Regions from separate parts of the Bombyx mori genome. Here region 2 is linked to region 1. Evidence: chromatin contacts called from public Hi-C data. All regions are on one chromosome and are shown on one strand. Each heading gives the region's core, a stretch centred on a gene start, on an enhancer-like site or on the middle of the called end of the contact. The rest is flanking DNA. Distances are from core to core; before and after follow the strand shown. Region 1 overlaps LOC105841955 (aminopeptidase N). Region 2 overlaps LOC101745063.

Evidence for each region. A called contact is a pair of places that touch in the nucleus more often than the background predicts.
Region 2: a Hi-C map of middle silk gland shows a contact between it and region 1, with 1.7 times the contacts expected there. The contact joins two enhancer-like sites. A contact is called at or near these places in 2 of 7 Hi-C or Micro-C datasets (middle silk gland and whole pupa).

Annotation. Positions count from the first base shown.
Region 1 is chr11:2,985,971-2,992,174 of ASM3026992v2, forward strand. It overlaps LOC105841955 (aminopeptidase N), which reads right to left. Exons shown (of 28, transcript XM_021349745.3): 12 at 5,521-5,600; 13 at 4,497-4,609; 14 at 4,158-4,312; 15 at 3,469-3,562; 16 at 2,746-2,852; 17 at 1,795-1,938; 18 at 1,141-1,244; 19 at 453-648. Among protein-coding and RNA genes, the nearest start is that of LOC134199648, 10 kb to the left of the region's middle. Within about 2 kb of position 2,336, at least 3 of the 8 cell types and tissues checked have open chromatin away from gene starts, as enhancers often do.
Region 2 is chr11:3,108,100-3,114,303 of ASM3026992v2, forward strand. The region is part of intron 9 of LOC101745063; the gene reads right to left. Among protein-coding and RNA genes, the nearest start is that of LOC105841957, 8.9 kb to the left of the region's middle. Within about 2 kb of position 3,587, at least 8 of the 8 cell types and tissues checked have open chromatin away from gene starts, as enhancers often do.

The sequences.
Region 1 (6,204 bases), core at 1,086-3,585:
GTCTTAGGGGGCACGCGGGGTAAGTGTACAAAACAAGAGCAAAAGTTTTAAATTTCGTACCATACGATTTTGTGTATTACGCTCATTTATTGGGAATTTCCACACGAGGAACACCTCTGAGAATTCGCGCAGGCGAATGCGGAGGCGAATTCGAGAACATTCGCATTTGCGAAGGCGAGGATCCGTCACCGTTCTAGTGATCGTTCGTTTCGCCACCGCCTTCGGTTTCCCCACGCTCTTGATACTACTTCCAGTTATGCATTTCAGTTTTATGGGTATCTCCTTAATAATTATTATTGATCTTTACAAAGATCATGTTGCTTCATAAGTCAATGTCGTTATGCGGTACCAGTAACAAAACCAAGCCCCAAGCATATGTACGCGAGGAAACCTTGTCTCCTTAGCGTCAGGAATAGGCGGGATAGTCACAGCAGTCCACGGTCTCCACTCACCAAGTTCCGTTGTGCATTGTGTGGATTTCCTCCGGGTCTGCTTCCAGGGGGCCAACGGTGAAGGTAATCGGGATAATCCATTTCGGTGGCGGCAGCTTCGTCGTCTTCGGCGACGGCTTCTTGGTGGTGGTGGTTGGGAGTGGGGTGGTCGTGGTGGTGGCATTGTAGTCCTCTTCGGTAGCGTCCGTGTAGTTTTCTATAAGAATGCGTTATATGCTAATGATTTGGTGTCCGTGGACGATAGTCCAGGTAGTAATAACAATCAGTGTTTAAAACTCAAACATCCACTTCAAGTGTCGTTGAGAAATGTGCAAGACCTTGAAAAAGCTATTTCTAATCTAACCACTTAGCGGTCTCCCGACTGACCCAGACCCCTCCGCGCTACCCTGTGCATTGTGCTATCAATGTTTGTAACCCCATCATTGCACCTCGCAACATAACTCATTTCATACAAACCAACGGTTCATAGTTATATCTGAAACCATAGTTCCCATTGAATCTCTGCCTGGACCCTGAGATTCGAACCAGTCTCTGAGTTCAAGATTATTCCCACCAGTACTTACTGAAGCTCATAGACATCTCAGCGAGAGACAGGTCTGTGATGGTGGGACATACCCGTGCAGTCTGCTAATACACAAGCCAAATATAATTTAAGTTTGTTTCACTTATATCTACGTTTATTTATTACCTGGATCAAAGAACAATGCTTCGAGATCGGCTCTCAAGTCCTGAGTGAGGAGGTCGTTCAGCATTGGAGGCTCTGGGGGTGGTGGTTCGGCCGTCATCAGGAACCTGGGAGTTGAATGGGGTATGCTTTAATGTATTATTCACCGGGCAGGTTTTGAAGTCGTCGTGGCCTAAAGGATAAGACGTCCGGTGCGTTCGTGTTGAGCGATGCACGGGGTGTTCGAATCCCAGGCGGGTAACGATTTTTATAATGAAATACGTACTTAACAAACGTTCACGATTGACTTTCACGGTGAAGGGATAACATCGTGTAATAAAAATGAAACCCGCAAAATTATAATTTGCGTAATTACCGGTGGTAGGACCTTTTGTGAGTCCGCACGGGTAGGTACCACCACCCTACCTATTTCTGCCGTGAAGTAGTAATGCGTTTCGTCTTGATGGGTGGGGCAGCCGTTGCTATACTGAGACCTTAGAACTTATATTTCAAGGTAGGTGGCGCACTTACGTTGTACATGTCTATGGGCTCCGGAGCTCCGGTAACTACTTAACAACAGGTGGGCTGTGAACTCGTCCACCTATGTAAGCAATAAAAAAAACCTAGGACTTAATCGCGGTCATAGTTAAGATTTTAAATGAGGAGCATATAACTGACCTTTCTTGTTTGAGAATGACGTCATCTCCGACTGTCGTCGCGCTCAGCAACGGATACCCTGGCTTCTCGCACCAGCCGTCCCACGCGTGGGCCTGCACCGATGCATCGTCAGGGTTGTCACGTTGCAACGCCCGCCATAAATCTCTGGATATATATTTTTTTATGTTACAAATCTGTTCCTTGTGGCGCGACCAGATAGGTATTCTTCATCTAATGTCTCTAATGTAAAGCTTCCAACATCTACAATCAGCATGTCTATAGCAATTGCATGCTAGACGACAAATCTTTAGCTAGGTATTGGTACGCCACGGCCGTATTCGCCTTGGAGTGGGTTAAGGAAGATATGGGCATCTTTGGTGCGGAGGCCGCAACTTCAATTCGATTTAGTGCAGGAAAGAGATGTTTATGTCGCAGTTTCAGTAAATGTTATTAATCGAGTTTAGTCGGAAGCGTCAAGTAGTTCATTTAGGTAAGGTCGATAAGGCGATGGCAACGCCAATTTCCGACGGTTTGACGTTTGAGGCTGTTTGACAGTTGACGTTTGAGGTACCTACACTTTTACTGTAAAGAATAAACTGCCATCTTTAGGGACCGACCCGAACGGTCATTACTTGGTCACTTGGGTCGTTGTAACGAGCTTCCCGCGTTTGTCGACTAACCTCCATTTATCTGTTCGATCATTAGTGATTCTCTGTAAATTTGTTTGCTACAGTGAAAATAAACGTTTGCATTGATTGTCTCATCAGTTATTTTGAGTGCTCGGCAATGTGTGCTCACACTAATAATGGATCATTCTACCCCGCTCCGTACCTATATATCTGACGTGTCCTATTAAAATGGAATGCCCTCTGTGAAGTCGTTAACAAAGATTCTGTGTTCAGCTTCAGATCCGGATGCTGTGGTCGGTCTTCGTCCAGTAGACCTAGACACCGATCATAAAACATAGCTTACCTGGCGTCGGCGCTTGCATAGCGGTGATCGCGCAACAGACGCGCGAGTGCTGCTCGGCCAGTTTCCTCACCGGCTGCTTCGATTGCCATACTAACTATGGCAGCACCCTAGACAGTAAGAAATCAATGAAAAAAACCAAACAAGACAACCTTCGCGTGTGGTACTCGTTGAGACAAATCTTATTAGTCTAAACTGCATAAGATTATAGCCCACTGATGGTACTTGTTGAGACAAATTTAATTAGTCCAAACTGCATAAGATTATAGCTCACTGAGTTTCTCGCCGGATCTTCTCAGTGGGTCCCGTTTCCGATACGTAGTTCCGATGGTAGATTCTGCGAAGCACGACTCTTGCTAGGGTTCGTGTTAGCAACGTCGTCAGATTTGAGCCCGATATGGTCTCTCTAGACCAGGGGTTTTCAAGCTTATTTTATCTACTGCCCACTTTAAGAATAAATTATTTTTCAGCGCCCCCATCCTACTTAAAAACCACTATAGTGAGAGCTTAGTCGGTGTCTAAGAGTCCTTCTAGATTAAATTACAAATCGCCAAGCTCAAGCCACAACGCCCCCTTTTTTCCAGGGTCTCTTACTGCCCCCCTTTAGGCCGGCAGCGCCCACAAGGGGGCGTTATTGCCCACTTTGGGAAAGGCTGCTCTAGACCATCAGCTTAGGTAGGAAAAAAAAAGATTACTAATGGTAGAGAAAACAGACGCAAGGGTTACCTTGTGCAGAGAGAGTTCATCCGTAGCCGACTCGATGTCGGCGCGTTCGAGTCTCAATGCCGCGACCGCCCGAACTGTACTTCCAGAGTCTAACCTGAGGGTGAGCATTAGAAGATTTATTTTTATTTTTATTGCTTAGATTGGTGGAGTACTCACAGCCCACCTGGTGTTAAGTGGTTACTGGAGTCCATAGACATCTACAACGTAAATGCGCCACCCACCTTGAGATATAAGTTCTAAGGTCTCAGTATAGTTACAACGGCTACCCCACCCTTCAAACCGAAACGCATTCAAAAAACGCAAAGTCAGTCCAGGGATTTGGGTCTCGAAATGATATTCTGCCGTTGAAGTAAGCTTATCAGCTTCTGACCGTTAAATACGAATCGCGTGCTTTTGCATCCAAGAGACAGCTCCAACCATAAACCGATTTGGAACACATTTTATGAGATTTTTTTATTGCCTAAGCACCTGGTGTAAAGTGATCATCGGAGTCCATAGACATTAAAAATGTAAATCCCGTCATCCACCTTGAGATATGAGGTCTAAGTCTCGGTTCTATAGTACAAGAGTTGCCTCATCCTTCACACCGAAACGCATTACTGGTGATAGTGGAGGGTGCTGTTCCGTGCGTGATCACATAACGCCCTACCACTAGTGAAAACGCCAATTATGATATAAATTTGCCTTACCTCAGTGCTGGCAGAACATGGTCGAGCAGCAAAGCTTCTTCTTGCTTCAGGGCGGAATTTTTGAAGGGCGGTGCTTTTTCAGCTATTAGCGATGTTAGGGCTTCCATCAGCCACTGCGACGCCCACCATCTTGGAGAGACTAGGCCTCCGAACCACTGAATAAAAAGAGCTAGTTAATGAACCAATCAGTCTTTAATCTATTTAATAAATTTTCTTTATTCGGAAAGTAACTACACTTAAAGAAATCAGATGCTGCTTAGACAATCAATACAAAGGGAATAGAAATACCAGTTGATTTCCTCAGAAAAAAAAACACTAAGAAACAAGGTACTTGCTGACCTGCTGTGCCAAAAGTCTTGCTATAGTTTTGGTGTCAGATAAAGTGGCTGGCGCGAGAGTAATGAGGCCCCAACCTTCTGAATAGTGGTTGGCGCTGTCAACCACCACGACATCTGCAATATTGACAATTAAATAAATTAATCTAGAGGAATTTGTTTGAGATGATACCATCATCTAAATTTCATCATCGCGCCGTCCACCATCGGAGTAGAGTCTGTTCATAATACCTGGAACCACTGCGATCATCCACAGTTTTCAGACATCTTTTTTGCCCCGCACCATCCGGCTTTGGAATGAGCTCCATTCCACGGTGTTCCCCGAGCACTATGACATGTCCTTCTTCGAACGAGGCTTGTGGAGAGTATTAAACGGTAGGCAGTGGCTTGGCTCTGCCCCTGGTATTACTAACGTCCATGAGCATACGGCCAACCTAATGATGGTTATAAATGATGATCCTCTGCCTACACAGGCATTAAAAATAATAATTTACACTAATCTATTTCGTCATCATCATCAGGCCACAGTCATCAACTGTTGATACAGGCCTGTCCTAATTTACACCAATGAGTTTGATCTTCGACTCTGCTCATCCACTTCTTGCCACCACCTAGCCAGAGGCGGTTCCACCAACTTTATTTACCTTTGATAGTAAAATAAAAGAATTTTTGCTATTTTGTGGGCAGTGTCATGACTGCCTGTCCTCTTGATGCTAATCTGACTCTACCAAGAGAGTTCTATTGAGACTGAAACGACAATCTGGAGGATGGCACATCAGGGTCACAGTGGATGAACTACTTGCCAACAAAGCCCTCTTAGTATTCGCTGAGTGCCTAAAGGCATGACTGGTCTAGAGTAATCACGGAAAAAGTCCCATCTACTCTGGAAAAGTTCGATCAAAAAGCTGCGGCCAAGTAGTTTTGCCGGTCCCCTCGCGAAGTTGTCTTGACAGAACCTAAACAATTGCTGTTTTGGACAGCTCGTGCAGACCCTGGCTTAAGATGCAGTGGAAGCGCACAGGACTTACCGAATTTCGGTAGAGGATACGACGTGTTCAACTCGTAACTGAACTGCTGGATGGTTTTCTGCAACCATTCGAGAAGCGGTCTGTAAAGGACGAAAATAACTATTGTTTTTTTTTAATTTTTAAGTATGGCAGTTTGCTTTTTGGGATGCCATTGTTGCCAGTGTAGAGTTCATAAAAGTCATCATTTAATTTTAATCATTTGTCAAAATACACTTAACGACGGTTTAGAAAGGTTATTAAGGTTTAAATGGCATTTTTGAAACTGTACAGGAATCATTTCAAATTTATAATTTAGGAAAAAAAGATCTTACCAAAATACCCTTTATCAGCTATTCGTATGAAGTAAACTTAATTAAGCTTATATGTATGCTTATTAGCATTTGGTATTGCAAATAAAACGTACCTTTAATTACAAAAAAAGGTCGCTTATTAAGCGACATGTTGCATAAACCTCTCATATAAATTAATATTAATAAAAACTTTTATAAATATATGTATCTCGTTGTATAATGCATATTCTACTCTACTCCACTTTGGTGGTCAGAAATAGGCAAGGTATTGGTATAGCTTCAAAAGCTGGTAAGAGAGGTTTAACTATGAATGGCTTTAGAGGAAGAGAAAAAAATGGATGGATTGCGTGAAAGAGTATATGTGTAAGATCGGAGAGATGGTATATCATAGATG
Region 2 (6,204 bases), core at 2,337-4,836, 120 kb after region 1:
CATCTAAGCAATAAAAAAAAAAAAAAAATTTAGTTAGATAATTATCTTCACTCGAGGCAAAGGTTTCGAGAAACCACAGGCGATGCCTAATAGGCGGGCAAATACTAAAATTGTTTTTGTAAACCATTAGGGTTAAACATATTAAATTCAACACTACCTTACAAAAGAGGAATTAAGGAAGGGTAAATTTAAAATCAAACACAAATATTTGAGATCAACGTGTAGTTTTATATTCAAAATTTCGTTTTTTTTACTTTACATTTGACTTACCAAATTTTGTTGTCAATAGTAACGTGTCTTAATTTTGTAAATAATCTTCATATTCTTCGAACTACATTTTGGCTTAAGCTTCAAACTACAAAATAAAGAAAACAATCGTAACAGTTCGTTCTGGAATAATCTATTTGGTTCAATTCAGTCAAAATCAACGCTTTTTAAAACGTATTCATTGAATGTAATTTTTGTTCTTTCTCGAATATTCCAGAAACTTCCACCTAAAAATAAAAGGTCCATAAATTATAGTTAAGCCCGTATAGCTCGCACAAAAACCACAAGAAATATAATAACATTAATGATGATTTAATGACGAGGAGAGACAGAGATATATTTCCGTCCTTTTCAGAGAATATCAATTAAGGAATCCTTGTTTCCGATGTCATCAACGTGCAATTAGTTATGGTAACTTGCTATAAAACTAATAAAACTCCTAAATGAATTCGCCAAAATATTACGGTTCTGACAGATTACAAACAACTTTACTGGCAAAAACTCACCTTTGATGATCAGGTACGCCAAACACAAAAGATCAAACATTTTTAATTCTATATCATTAAGCCGAAGACGAGATATTTTTAAAAAACTATTATAGATTCTAAATTCCGAACATTTTTTTATACCATACGGTTACAACAATCCTTATTCCAGAATGTCTTCGATGGCAAATTCATTCTCCTCTGGGACCTGGTAGCTCTCGCTTCTCTGTCTCTTCGCTATATGTCTCAAAGAGCCACCGCACAATTTTTGCATTATAACGGACCACTGCCTCATCAGCTCAGTCATTTTCCGTTCGAATTCTTCTCTCAAACAATCCCCGTTATCATCCAACCACTCCACCGGGCTCTCACATTCCTTCTTAATCTGCATGCGTTCTTCTTCTCCTAATTCATGACTATTCTCCGCTCTGTTCTTAACATCGTAGATATAGGTTTCGAGCTGGTTCCTGCACTCCAATCTCCGTTGATTCTCCCTGTCTTCTTCGCGGTAAGTTTCGGCATCTGCTATCATTTTCCCTATCTGCAGCTGAGAGACTCTGTTCTCGTTCTTTATAGTGATACTCTTGCAGTTACCGGTGCTCCGATCTCGCGCGGTCACGCTCAAGATGCCGTTCGCGTCTATATCGAATGTGACATCGACTTTGGCGACACCTCTCGGAGCCGGTGGAATGCCGTGGAGATCGAATACTCCAAGTAAACTGTTGTCCTTCGTTAGCGTTCGTTCGCCTTCGAAAACTTCGATTGTCATGCTGTTTTGGTAGTCATCTAGAGTGGTCAGGTCTTTGGTCCTTCGACAGGGTATAGATGTATTTCGTTCGATGACTTTGTACATTACTCCTCTGACTGTCTCGACGCCGAGCGATAATGGGACCACGTCAACGAGGTGCAGGTCTCGGATGTTAACGTCGTGTTCTCCACTCAATATCGCTGCTTGGATGGCGGCTCCGTGCGCTACAGCCTCATCGGGATTCAGACATGCCGACACCCTCCCTTCGAAGTATTCATGTAGTATCTCCTGTATCTTTGGTATTCTCGTGCTACCTCCGACCAGAATGACACGATTTATGTCATTTTTCTTTAGCCTCGCATCGGCTAAAGCCTGCTCGATCAACTTGAGCGTGTCGTAGAATAAATCAGAGCATAGCTCTTCGAATACGGTCCGAGAAATCTTTCCGACATAGTCAATGTCATCGTACAAGGACTCGACTTGTACTGTTGCTTCAGTGGCCGAAGTGAGAAACCTTTTAACTCTCTCCGCAGCAGTTTTGAGTCTCCTCAACGACTTCGGATTCTTGGTTATATCAATATTGAACCGCTTGCGGAAATCCTCAGAGAAATATGCAACTAATCTGTTATCAAAATCCTCTCCGCCCAATCTAGTGTTGCCGGCTGTCGCTTTCACTTCATACACCGGACCGTCCTTGATGATCAGGATCGAAACGTCGAATGTGCCACCGCCTAAGTCGTAAACTAAGATCTTTTTGCCTTTAAGTTTCTTGTCTATGCTGTAGGCGAGGGCGGCTGCTGTCGGCTCGTTCGTCACCCTGAGGACCTGAAAGCCAGCGACGACGCCAGCCGTCCTAGTGGCTTGACGTTGGGAGTCCGTGAAATAAGCAGGCACAGTGATCACTGCTTTATCGACTTCGCACCCGAGATACGCCTCGGCCATCTCCTTGATCCTGAAAAGTAGCATACTGCTTATTTCCTCAGGAGCGAACCGCTTCGTACCGCTTTTGTATGTAACCGATATAATTGGCTTACCGTTTTCATTGACGACATTGAATGGCCAATACCGTAGGTCCATTTGGACTCCGATATCGTCGTAGCGGCGTCCGATCAAGCGCTTAGCGCTAAAAACCGTGTTGCGCGGGTTAAAAACCGCTTGGTTCTTAGCGCACTCGCCTATAAGTCGTTCTGTCTCTGTGAAAGCTACGTAAGATGGAGTTGAACGATTACCTTGCTCGTTGGGTATAACTTCCACGTGTCCTTGCCTCCAGACAGCCACACACGAATACGTAGTCCCAAGATCGATGCCTATAGCCACCATTTTGAGATGATCGAATTGTAAATACGTGTTACAAAACTGCAAGATTCAAACTACTAAAGTTTCCCGCGCGCGCCTCCTATTTATACACTTGCTGACGTAGCGACCAATACGAATCGAGAACATTCAAGAAAGTCCAATAGTCTGACCAATCAGAAAGCGCGATTGATAGAATTTTCTCGAAGTGGGATGTCAGATTAACAAAATAAGTTTCCCATAAATTTGTTGCTTTTTTTCTTCTGCTTTTTTTTACGTATGTATGTGTATGTTTTATGTAGGTATTTTTTTTTAAATCTCACATTCTGAATATGTACAATTAGAGATGTGGTCATGATTAGCTAAGCTATTGTTTTCCACGACTACCTTAACAAAGGTTGACAACATCAACAGTAATAAATAAACATAATCAATACACACTTAAAATGATTTTTATCATAAAGTTGTAAAGCGAAATGCTTGATTTCAAAACAAAATAAATGAAAATAACAAAAAACAGGAAAAAAAACAACAGTTGAAAAACTTTAAAACTTCATTAAAAGCACTTTTTTTCTTCTTCTCTTCTAAGAATCCAGAATACACAATGAATAATAATAATAATAATAATAAAACATGATGAAACCAATTTTGGTTTTAACCAAAACGGTATACTCTTAATAGCTTAAACAAAAATAAAAATAAAATGTAATTCCAAGATTTTTTAAGTGGCTTGCAACCCAATTCTTTCATCCTTCGAACTAACGTCATTGATGACCCAGATCGTCTATCCTTCACGCACTTGTACGATGCGGCAATAAGCGTGCTCTGTCTCTTACGAGCAAACCGCTGGCAAACATGGCCGACCTTGACAGAGATTTTTAGAGATAGAGAACTTTTTAACTATTTAATTCACACGTTTTACTATTGAACTTTATCATAATGCTTGACAACATTCTAAATGACAATTATCGTTTTCGCGCTGTGGTACTTTTAAAACATTTTTAAAACAAACAAATAAACTTCGATTGTATTTAAACCCAGTAAACTATTGCCTCTGATAGGCTAGCCATATTTTTATACGAACTAAAGGTCAACTTAAGGTATATATAGCGACAACATCCTCAACTATTTCAACAATGTATATATTAATACGTGAAGAAAAAACTTTGTATCCCTTTTTATGAAAATTGCGCGGACGGAGGAGTATGAAATTTTCCACACTTATAGAGAATATAGAGAAGTGCACAATGCTAATATTTTTAAAAAATAATGCATAAAAGATACATTAAATCAATAAAGAAAACATTACACACACTACATACACTACATACTTGACGCACACACGCATGCATACTATTTATTGTCAAACTTTTGTTATTGACGTCTGTCGTCAAATTGAGAATAGATTAAATATTGTTTGTCTTTGTTAATATTTTTTATAGTGTAGTCTTGGCGAAATTTGTGACTATAGAAGTATAAAATACAAACTTAATAGTGTACAAACTTACAATTCCAATTATAGTCGAATTTCGACTACTGCGGGACCTCTAGTAATTGTAAATAGACAAGCTTTAACAAAAACCGACTTCAAATAGAAAATAAATTATTCCAAAACAAATTAATATACACTAAAAACAATAATCATCGAAATCGGTTGGCGTGATATTGAGTTATTCATGTATTTGTCGCGCACATACCTACCTAATGCAAATTTAAGACTTAGGTATATGGTTTTCTCATGGATACCATTATCAGAACTGGACTAAATTGTAATAGGACCACACGGGAAGCATCAGCTTTCTAATGAGAAAGAATCATCAAAATCGACGCATTCAGTCAAAAGCTATGAGGTAACAAACATAAAAAAACATACAATCGAATTGAGAACTTCCTCCTTTTTTTGAAGTCGGCTAAAAAAACATTATTAAGTGACCACCGATGGTTTGACGTATTCGATTTTAGTAAGCTGTACGCTGATAATCATAGTCTTACCTATCCCTATCTTCATTTCGAAGATAATAATACACAACCGATAAGCAATTCATTATGATTAGTACTTATCGAGGCGGGTGTCAGGATTAATTTTGTAATTATATTAGTTCGGGTGGTAACTTTACACCCGATGGGCCGAGCTCGTCTATGCTAATCTACGCCAAAGATAATAATTTTTAGCGGCTCTACACTTGGCAGTCTGAACTGCATCCTTGATCTCAATTTTGCATAACCTATGGTCCCTATAAATCTCCCGCCATTTCTGACGCGATAGCTTTATTTCTTAGGTAGGTATGTAGCCATTTCACAAGCAAATCAAATACTTAAGTTTGTGTTTTATCTTCTTTTTTTTTATTGCTTAGATGAGTGGACGAGCTCACAGCCCACCTGGTTTTAAGTGGTTACTGGAGCCCATAGACATCTGTAACGTAAATGCGCCACCCACCTTGAGATATTAGTTCTAAAATCTCAAGTATAGTTACAACGGCTGCCCCACCCTTTAAGCCGAAACGCATAACTGCGGACTCACAAGAGGTCCTACCACCAGTAATTACGCAAATTATAATTTAGCGGGTTTGATTTTTATTACACGATGTTATTCCTTCACCGTGGAAGTCAATCGTGAACATTTCTTGAGTACATATTTCATTAGAAAAATGTACCCGCCTGAGATTTGAACACCGGTGCATAGCTCAATACGAATGCACCGGACGTCTTATCCTAAAGAAAAGGCCACGTTTCATTCAAAGTACTTCGTTCATGACTTCTTTTTTTTTATGATTGAAAGATTACTGGTGACCCGGAGGCCTTTCCAGTTGCACCAGGATAGGTGGGCGAGCAAAGGCTCAGCCAGGAGGGGTGGGATTAGCTAACAACTGCCCGAGCGCCTCCGAAGGAGACCTAACAACTCAAGAGCAATTGCTTCGCGAATGAATCTACTACCGGATCGGAATCGCGACCCACTGAGAAGATCCGGCGAGAAACTCAGCGGGCTGATGCATGGGTTAGGTTGCACGTCGACCTCTTTGTCGAGTTCGACGTCCTACTCGTCGAACTCGACAGGGTTCCTCAGCCTGCTCCTAGTGTTAGAGCTGAAGGTATCTAATGCAAGAGTTATTGGATCTGATGGATCCGTAAGGACGTGTCTAGGGCGACGACGGTAACTTGCTCCTGTGTGATCAGGATTCGGGGACGTTAACGACTTTTTTTTATTGCGCTTGTAGGCAGACGAGCATACGGCCCACCTGATGGTGAGTGGTTACCGTCGCCCATGGACTTCAGCAATGCCAGGGGCAGAGCCAAGCCGCTGCCTACCGCAAAATCTATCAATGAATATGATACAACTTTAGAGTATTATAAATACTAATGCTAATGCTCGCGCATGTATACTCTAAGGATACAAATTCAGGCCGTTATAGA